3 separate regions of the Mus musculus genome follow, and regions 2 and 3 are each linked to region 1. Evidence: chromatin contacts called from public Micro-C data. All regions are on one chromosome and are shown on one strand. Each heading gives the region's core, a stretch centred on a gene start, on an enhancer-like site or on the middle of the called end of the contact. The rest is flanking DNA. Distances are from core to core; before and after follow the strand shown.

The links. A called contact is a pair of places that touch in the nucleus more often than the background predicts.
Region 2: a Micro-C map of embryonic stem cells shows a contact between it and region 1, with 4 times the contacts expected there. The contact joins the promoter of Herpud1 here to the promoter of Usb1 in region 1. A contact is called at or near these places in 3 of 39 promoter capture datasets (the SN4741 cell line, hippocampal neurons and pre-B cells), 1 of 484 Hi-C or Micro-C datasets (embryonic stem cells) and 2 of 115 datasets of contacts at active chromatin or transcription factors (memory CD8 T cells and pancreatic cancer cells).
Region 3: a contact with region 1 is called in a Micro-C map of embryonic stem cells, with 2.0 times the contacts expected there. The contact joins the promoter of Pllp here to the promoter of Usb1 in region 1. A contact is called at or near these places in 3 of 39 promoter capture datasets (embryonic stem cells, neural stem cells and pre-B cells), 4 of 484 Hi-C or Micro-C datasets (CD4 T cells, CD8 T cells, effector CD8 T cells and 1 more) and 7 of 115 datasets of contacts at active chromatin or transcription factors (the SCID.adh cell line, embryonic stem cells, epiblast stem cells and 3 more).

Annotation. Positions count from the first base shown.
Region 1 is chr8:95,330,815-95,333,734 of GRCm38.p6, forward strand. It overlaps Usb1 (U6 snRNA biogenesis 1), which reads left to right and starts at 1,470. Exons shown (of 7, transcript NM_133954.2): 1 at 1,470-1,651; 2 at 2,554-2,720. The coding sequence starts at 1,548. It overlaps Zfp319 (zinc finger protein 319), which reads right to left and starts at 997. Exons shown (of 2, transcript NM_024467.4): 1 at 707-997.
Region 2 is chr8:94,385,048-94,387,967 of GRCm38.p6, forward strand. It overlaps Herpud1 (homocysteine-inducible, endoplasmic reticulum stress-inducible, ubiquitin-like domain member 1), which reads left to right and starts at 1,382. Exons shown (of 8, transcript NM_022331.2): 1 at 1,382-1,691. The coding sequence starts at 1,545.
Region 3 is chr8:94,694,737-94,697,656 of GRCm38.p6, forward strand. Pllp (plasma membrane proteolipid) reads right to left here and starts at 1,506. Exons shown (of 4, transcript NM_026385.4): 1 at 1,300-1,506. The coding sequence starts at 1,434.

The DNA of each region.
Region 1 (2,920 bases), core at 220-2,719:
AAGCCAGCTGGCTTCTAACTGTTCTCTTAAAGAAACCTAAGAATCAAGCTAAAAGTTGTCACCCTCAGCATCTTCTGGGAAGGGAGGGAATAAAGAGGCTGCTGATTTGGGGTAGTACCTAGGAGTACGACCAACCAACCACAGCTGGCCATTTTAGCGTTCCTAAGGTAGAGAGGAGCGGTGGACTGCACGGAACACTGTCTGATCTAGCTGTACTAATCCAACTGTGTGTTATTTTTCCTGGTATGAATGGCTGCCAGCCCCATCAGCCGCCCCCACTCCCCACCTCCTAGAGCAACCCCACTGCCTACCCTGACCCTTCTCCAGTAAGGAGAAGCCAGGAACACTCTTAGCTCACTGCACAAGAGCTGGAGAGAGAAGTGGAGAGGAAAGGCAAAGAGAAGCCCCCACCCGCGCCCCACCCTAGCCCTTTTTCCTCTCAGAGTCACCGAATGAAAGCTGATCTCCTCCCATCAGGCCCAGCTGGGCTGCCTGCTGTCAGCTCCTGCTCCGGATGGCCCAGCCACTGCGTCCCGAAAAGGGGGTGGTTCCGGCCGAGGAAGGCCCCAGAGCCTCAAACGGTGCCCGGGAAGCAACTGTACTTCCAGGCCCAGCCTGGATCGCCTCGGAGCTCAGGAGGCTCTCCCTGGGTGCAGGGGCTACTGGAGTGGCCCCCAGATGCAGTCCCGGGTGCCCTGCCACTCACCTGCTCCAGGGGTCAGGCGCGGGACAAGCGAAGACCAGCTGCTTTCTCTGCCGCCTCTTTATTCCGGCTCCATCCGCCGCGGCGCGGCCTACGCGTCCTGCCAATCCCCGGGCCTCGCGTAGCAGAGGCAGGCAGCGCGGAGTCGGGAGACAGGTTTGCAGCAGCCGGAACCGACGAATCGACCCGCGCACTCGGGTTAGCGGGACCGGGGCAGCGGACGGACGGGCGAGCGGACAGACCGACGGGTCTTGCAGAGACCGGCGGACAGAGGGTCGGCGCGAGGCCGGGTAGGCGGGGCCGGGGGAGGAGCGGCAGCCGGGGCGGCGGCTGCCGAGAAGCCCGCGGCGCGGAGCGAGGCCGCCCCCTGTCGGGGACCCGCGGCCCCGCTGGCCCGAGCCTGTGGGTACGGAGGGGCGGGGCTGGAGCCTCGGGATCCGCTCGCCGGAGCCTACGGTCGCGGAGGAGCCGGGATCCTCATCCCCGGCTCGCCGCAGCCCCACCTGACTCTCCGGTCTTCTGCAGCTGACCTGCGGCTCAGCTCGCTCTCAAGAGGGATCCTGAGACTCCAACTTTTTGCAAGTCTGGCAAACAGACCCGCAGACCTGTGGAACCCACACTGGGGCGACGGAGTGATCCGGAAGGCCGCCTCCTACAGCCTTTACCGCACAGGCGGTGGCCGCCGTCCGTCCTAAGCTCCACTGGGCTTCGCCCCCCGGGTCGCCAGGCCCCGCCCCGAGGTGGAGCTACTCTAGGTCCCGCCCCCCACAGAGCACTTCCGGCTCAGAGGAACTCCGGGCGTCGGATCAGGTTGTCGGTGGACACGGCTTGTGGTCGAGGCCCCATGAGCTCGGCGCCCCTGGTGGGCTACAGCAGCAGCGGTTCAGAGGATGAAGCGGAGGCTGTCGCCGCGGGGCGGAGCAAACCGGGTACTGGCTTCCACCGTTGGTGAGGATCGAGGAATTTTTCTCTCTCGAGCGTAGATTCTTTTGAAACCCTAGTGGGACCCGAGCCTCCCGGGGAACCAAGAGGGTGGGTCAGTTCCCCGGTAAGAGAAAAAGGGATGTCGAGGGAAAGGATTCAGGACACACCCTGGACAAAGCCCTGGAATGGCACTACCACACACACACCCTGGCTAAGGCAAAGTTGGGAGTGAGGACACGGGTTCAAGTCCAGCCCTCTCCGTTGGTGCGTTTTTTTTTTTTTTTTTTCTCTTTTGGAAAGCAACTATGTTTCTTCCCAGATGTTTCCTCGTTTGAACACTATGCAATAATAACCCAAGCTTTTCGTTCGTCTAGTAAATGGTTAATGAATAGCCACCGTGAGCCACACGGTAGACTGGAGACACCAGCCTGTTGAAAAACCCATGAAAATCTCATGCGCCAAGAGGCTTAAATCTTCGAGGTTCTTAAATACTGGTCTTTGCTGACTGTAGTGTGTCGGTTCATTGCACAAGAGCTCTAGCAAGTAAAAATATGCTCTACACGTGAGGAAATTAATGTAAGCCAAGATCACAGAGCTACTTGAGTTCAGGCCTGTCCAACTATCTAATAGGGACCTCCAAGCCACACTGCTACCTGCTGAAATGTTTCCATGGGGACCAAGAGCCAGCTGAGGTCTGCCTTCCCAGCTAGGAAACTTAAGCAGTTCTAGAAAGCTATGGTTCTTTAGTAGAAGCTCAACCCCTTCCTGGAAATGAACACTCAGCCATTGTGGCTGAGGGAGGAGGATCAAGTTCGAGGCCAACATGGCAAGACTGGTGTGGGTAAGAATCACTGTGCATAACAGCTTAGAACTACCGTTGTTCAAAGGGGTATCAATGAGGATAAATGTGTGTTCTTCTTTTGCAGTGGCCAGAACCCCGTTCCCAGTGAGAAGCTTCCAGTGCCTGACAGTGTGCTAAGTATGTTCCCCAGCACAGAGGAAGGGCCTGAGGACGACAGTGCAAAGCATGGCGGTCGAATCCGAACCTTTCCCCATGAGCGGGGCAACTGGGCCACCCACATCTACATACCGTGTGAGTCACTGACTAAAGTGCCTCTAGCTCTGGCTAGGAGGAAGACACCAGGGCTGCTGTGTGCTGGACTCAGCTCCCACCGCAGACCTGAGGAGACAATGGACTGCCTAACTGCTGAAGTAGACCTTCCTGCACTGGGTGTTCTGTCAGCTACTGGGTGTCTCATTTCTGCACCTCTAAAGTGGGGGTGATGCTATCTA
Region 2 (2,920 bases), core at 132-2,631, 950 kb before region 1:
ACCTGGGAAGGAAAGCAGCTGAGGTTCTGCGGCGTGTCCCTGGTGGACCACTGGCAAATGCCGCTGCGGTGAGGTGCAGGGTGTCCTCCAGAGAGACGCTGACGTCTCAGCCCCAGAATGTGATGGCATTTAGAAATATCTTTGTGAAAGATAATCGTTAAGATGAGGTCTTTAGCCACGACAATGCGAATGATACCCTTATAAAGGGGGCAGGGGAGAGACTGGACAGAGATACGCATAAAGATGATGCAGATACACTCACACCCGTGTATGTGCACGCACACAGGTGCACACCCGGAGAATGCCATGTGATCGGAAAGCTCGAGATTGGAAAAATACTCCCCAAAGCTAAGAAGTCCCAAGGACAGTTAGCAAACCTGCAGAACTTAGGAGAGTGGTACAGATTCTGCCCCCAAAGAAAGCAATGCTGCCCTAACCCCTGGTCGCAGACTTCCAGCCTCTACAGCTTCAAAATAAACTTCTGTTGCTCGAGCCTCCAGTTTACGACACTTTCTTATGGTTGTGTGACAAACTCACATAACCATCTCCCGAACAGGACTCTCCTATCACCTCTCTGACCTCTGTAAGCTCTGGACATGGCTGAAAACCCAGGTATCCCAACAGGATTGGGACAAAGATGGGCCGGAGCAATGCCAGTTTTGTTTTTCAAACTCAGAGGAAACACTGGAGCACTGCCTCTGGTCAGATTTCAGGTATCTGAGACCACTGCTGTGCTTGTCGCAACCCCAATTTAAAAGCAGCAGATGTTGTTAGTTCATAAATGATGACCCTTTCCAGTGTCTCCTAGAGGGTTTGTCAATCAAGAGGCACTTAGTGCCATTACTATAAGGGGTATGTTCCACACTTGATGCATCGTTAAATTTGCTGCAGGCACATTGGAAAGTGCCCGAATCCTTCATCCTCTCAGCTCAGAGCAACACAGGCCTGGTTTCTCTTCGCTTCTAAGGCCTGGTTAGTTCGTAAGGCTTCCCTGGATGCCAGGCTGCGCAGCCACCAGGGAAAATGCAAGCGGACAGACGTATGCCCAGGCGCCTGGGGTCAGAAAGGGCGGAGGGCCGCTTTGTGAGGGCACAATTTGCAGAGCCTGCTGATCTTGGGAGTCAGGCAGGCCGCCAGGCTCAGGCACCGCACGCATCCCGCGCTAAGGAGCCTGAACAGGACCAGCGCCCCAGAGGGCACCCTGACATGGCCGCCGAAGACCCGCTCCCGCGCCGCTGTCGGGACTCAGGATGACGCAACCACGGCGGGTTGCATCAGCCCGCACCCCCGCGCTTAGCCCGCCTCTCCGCCGCCTTTCTCCGGGCGCTGATTGGGCCACGTTGGACACTGACCTCTGTCTCAGCCAATGGATGGCAGCCACAGAGAGCGCTATCTGCGGAGCCCTGGCACGGGGCGCCCATAAAAGGTACCCGAGACGGGGGCGCGTGTCCCAAAGACGCCAAGTGTCGTTGTGTGGTCTCAGACGGCTGCGTCGCCGCCCGTTCGGCATCCCTGAGCGCAGTCGAGCCGCCAGCGACGCAGACATGGAGCCCGAGCCACAGCCCGAGCCGGTCACGCTGCTGGTGAAGAGTCCCAATCAGCGCCACCGCGACTTGGAGCTGAGTGGCGACCGCAGTTGGAGTGTGAGTCGCCTCAAGGCCCACCTGAGCCGAGTCTACCCCGAGCGCCCGGTGAGTGGGACCCCGGGGTGCCACGCCTGCAGGGTTGCCTGAACTCACCTGTCACACACCACAGGGCGCGAGTCTCCTTCCTGCCCAACCGTCTCCTGTGCCCCTCTGCTCGCCCTAGCGCTTGTCATCTCTTCTGGGCCTCCACCAGTCCGCGCTTGCCCTCTTCTAGCCCCTCATCTCTTCACCTCCCATTACACCTAACTCCCAAGGCTGTCACACATCTGCCCCACGTCCCTGTACCCTCTCCTCATCCTCCCAGGGAAACAGTAATTTGACCTTAATGAGTCATTTCCCCATCCGAGTCCCAGTGACCCTCCACAAACTACTAGGTGACTGACTGGGTGTTCCCAGTTCGGCTTGCATCTGATGGGTAGAAATAAGAAAAGTAAATGTTGCCAAACGAGACTTCTGGGTGTACCGAGGACAGACAGTATATGTGCCAGATTGGGCCATTGGCTAGAGGGTGGGGTGCGTGCCCAGTCACCAACTTCTGAAGGTCCCACGCCCATAGGCTAGACATGGCTCTTCTCCTGCAGCCTTCCGTTGACCGCCCCTCCCTGTCGCGCCGCACTTAGTCTCGGGGAGGAGCCCCCTTAACTTTCTAGCGAAGGATGACTGAGAAAGGAAGCCAGCAGCTGGAGTAGCCCTGAGTCTGATTTGACGACAACCGTGGGTCAGTTAGGAGACTTTCTTGTTCCGTGGGGTTCCCCACCCCTCCCCCTCCCCCTTTGGTTGACACATCTGTCAACAGCTCCCTAGCCCCGCCCACCCCTCCGGTCCCTGCCACGTGACGGAGGCTGTGCGCTGGACCTTCCTGTATTTACTTTGTTCTCTGATGTTATGTAAGTGTCCACGAGTACAGTTCTGGATCCGACAGGAGAGGGCAATCGGGTGGCTGCAGATGGGGACTTTGAACAGTGGCCTTAGAGCTCCAACCGGCAGTGGCGCGTGGGTTTCAGTTTGTTTTTGTTCCGAGTTGTCGGGAAAGTAAACAAGGCTTTTCCTTTTAGAATTGGCGAGGAACTTTATCACTTTGGGTGTAAGCGTCTAAGCCCCTGGAACTGGTCGGGGCAGTGTGTAGGATCTCCGTGGTTGTTTTCAAGAAACCAGGTGTTCTTGTTGGGAGGTGGCAGTTAGGTGCATAAATGATGCTCCTGTCGGGTCAGGTTGCATCATTTGTAAAAGCTGTTTTGAGGCCTGTTTTCCTCAGGTGAGGAACATTGGGCCCC
Region 3 (2,920 bases), core at 256-2,755, 640 kb before region 1:
GTGGTGGTGTCAGAAAGTAATTACAACACTTGGGGAAGGTCTAGTCCAAGGCTAGCCTCCGCTACACAAGGAATTGGAAGCCAGCTGTGGCTAAGAGGGAATTCAAGACCAATCTGGGCTATATGCGACTCTTGTCTCAAAAAAACAGAAACAAATTGAATCAAACAAAATAAATAAAACAAACAAGGCAATCACCAAGAGCCCAACACTCCAGGGTCGGCAGTGTCTGCGCGGCAGAGTTAAATTGGTCCCAGAAGAGAGCCTCATGCTACCCTCCCTGATCTCATCAAAACCAAACAGTACCCAAAACCACTCCAGGAGAAGACATTAAAATGCAAATTTCTTGCTGCGCTTTTGGAGATTCAAAGAGCAGTTTCACATTTTTTCCGGGGTTGGGGCCCAAGAATCTGAATTTTAAACAAACCCAGGGAGGAGACGGAGGGGGAAGGGGGAAGGGGGAAGGGGGAAGGGCGAAGGCTCACCAAGGAAGATCAGAAATCTCGAAACCAAGATAGTATGTATGCCCTAGGTGGAGATGGCCCAGGAAAGCCTCCCGACTCCCCAGCCCGGCCTGGCAGCCTGGCTCGAGGTGCCCACTGGAGGGATGATGACAGAAACAGATGCATGCCCACCTGCGGTGCTACCCTATTCCTCTACCAGCGGACCTCTCAGTTAATGGAGACCGTTCCCTAGGGGCAGCCACAGGCCTCCAGACCCTCGCAGGAGGGGACTATGAAAAGACAGCTGACATCTCAGAATGCACCCAATGGGAACGGGCAACTCTAGGATCTTCAGCTGGGACCTGCACAGAGTACGGGGGATGGCAGACACGTGGTTTCTTGCCTCTGCGAATCTCCACAGCCCAAGGAAGGAGATTCGACCAGCAGACCCTGGGTAGGTGCCCTGGTGGGAGCGCGCGTGTCAGAGCCACTGATGTGGTGTTCTGCCCTGTCCAGGAGGGCTACAGAGCGGTCGCATTTAGTGGTTAAAGCCGGGTGAAGAGGAGGGCAGTGGACTTTGCCCGGCGGAGAAAGCCAGGGCACGGTCCCAGAGGGAAGGGGGAAGGGTAGAAGAGAAGGGACAGACTGGCGGACAGTTGTGCGCAGCTATCTCAGCTACGGTATCGCCACGGTAACCACCCGGGTAGGGTGTGTATGGTCCCCTCCACAAGAGTCATGCTGTGCTCGCAGGGATGTCACACGAGCGTCCCCAGGTGCAAGCTTCCCGGCGATCTTGGGAGTGAGCGTCCCGGGGGTCCCCGGAGAGTCCCCCATCCAGTCCCCGAGCTACCCGGCTCACCAGCTGCAGAAGCGCGAGCACCCCAAGAGCGGAGCGCACGAAGCCCAGATCCGGTCGCAGCGCAGACACAGAGGCTCCCACGCCCTGCGCGGGGCTGCTGGTCCTCGTGCTCACTTTCGACGGGAACTCCGCCATAGCGATCGCGAGCCTACGACGCTCTGGCCGCGCTCCCGGCGCTGCTCCGGGGCTGCGACTGCGGCTCCGGCTGCTGGCGCTGCTTGGGTACCCTAGACAGAACTCACAGGTGCGCGAAGCCCAGCCCCGCTCCGCCCGAGGCCCCGCCCCTTCTTGAGGCCCCGCCCCTTAACCCTGGGTTCGCCTGTTTGGATAGAGATTTTGAAGAAGTCCGTAGACCGATCTACAGACAGCCAGGCAGGAAAAAATAAATCCAGGTAGTGGCAACTGCTGCTGTGACTGAATCTAACAGGGCGAGGCAGAGTGACCAGGAGATTTTTAGATGGTTGTTTTAGGGTCTCTATTACGGTGGTAGAAAACCATGACCAAAAGCAAATTGGGGAAGAAAGGGTTTATTTGTCTTATGCTTCCATATCATTGCTCATCACTGAAGGAAATCAGGACAGGAACTCAAGCAGGGCAGAGACCTGGAGGCAGGAGCCGATGCAGAGGCCATGGAGGGGTGCTGCTTACTGGCTTGCTTCCCCTGGCTTGCTCAGCCTGCTTTCTTATAGAACCCAGGACCCAGGGATGGCACCGCTCACAATGGACTGGGCCCTCCTCCATCAATCACTGAGAAAATTCTCTACAGGGCTTGCCTAGAGCCCGATCTTATAGAGGCATTTTCTCAATCCAGGTTCCCTCCTCTTGGATTGCTATAGCTTGTATTAAGTTGACAGAAAAGGAAGGAGCACATTAGTCAAGGAAGACCTGTCAGAAGTGGTGACATTTGTGCAGAGGCCTGAATCTGTGAGTAGGAGGAAACCTTGGGAGGATTTAAGTGAGGAGCAAAGGCGCAGTGGCAGGACCAACCTAGGCAGTTGGGGAAATAGAAAGCAGGTCCCCAAAGGGACTGGAGCTGAGCACATGAGGGTGACACTGACCCCCAGTGGGTAAGGACCAGGTCACAGAAGCTGTGTAGGTGACTGTACTATCCTATGGCTCCTTGTGACAACTTATCACAAGCTCAAGGTCCTAACAAAAGTTTCTTCTCAGTGATGGAGGCTAGATATGCAAAGGCATCATCACGGAGACACAGTCATGGTGTCCTGAGCTCAGGCAACCTCTGGGGTACTTTTGCCCACTTTTTGTCTTGAGACAGGAGATTGCTCTGTAATCCAGACTGACTTCATGCTTTTGACATTCCTCGTACCTCAGGTCTTTGCAGGCTGGGATTACAGATGACCTGCCGGCAGGGGATTCTGGTACCCTACCTAGCTCTGCCTCTCCTCGTATCATCAACTCTCCTCTTACTATGCACAAGATATCTCTCTCTCTCTCTCTCTCTCTCTCTCTCTCTCTCTCTCTCTCTCTCTCTCTCTCTCATCTCTTTTGTAAGGATATGGTCATGACTATATTGCCCATCAGATAATACAGTTCAATATCCTCAAATCAGGAATTTTAAGTATTTATTCAATCACCCCATCACTAACATTCTGCAAAGATT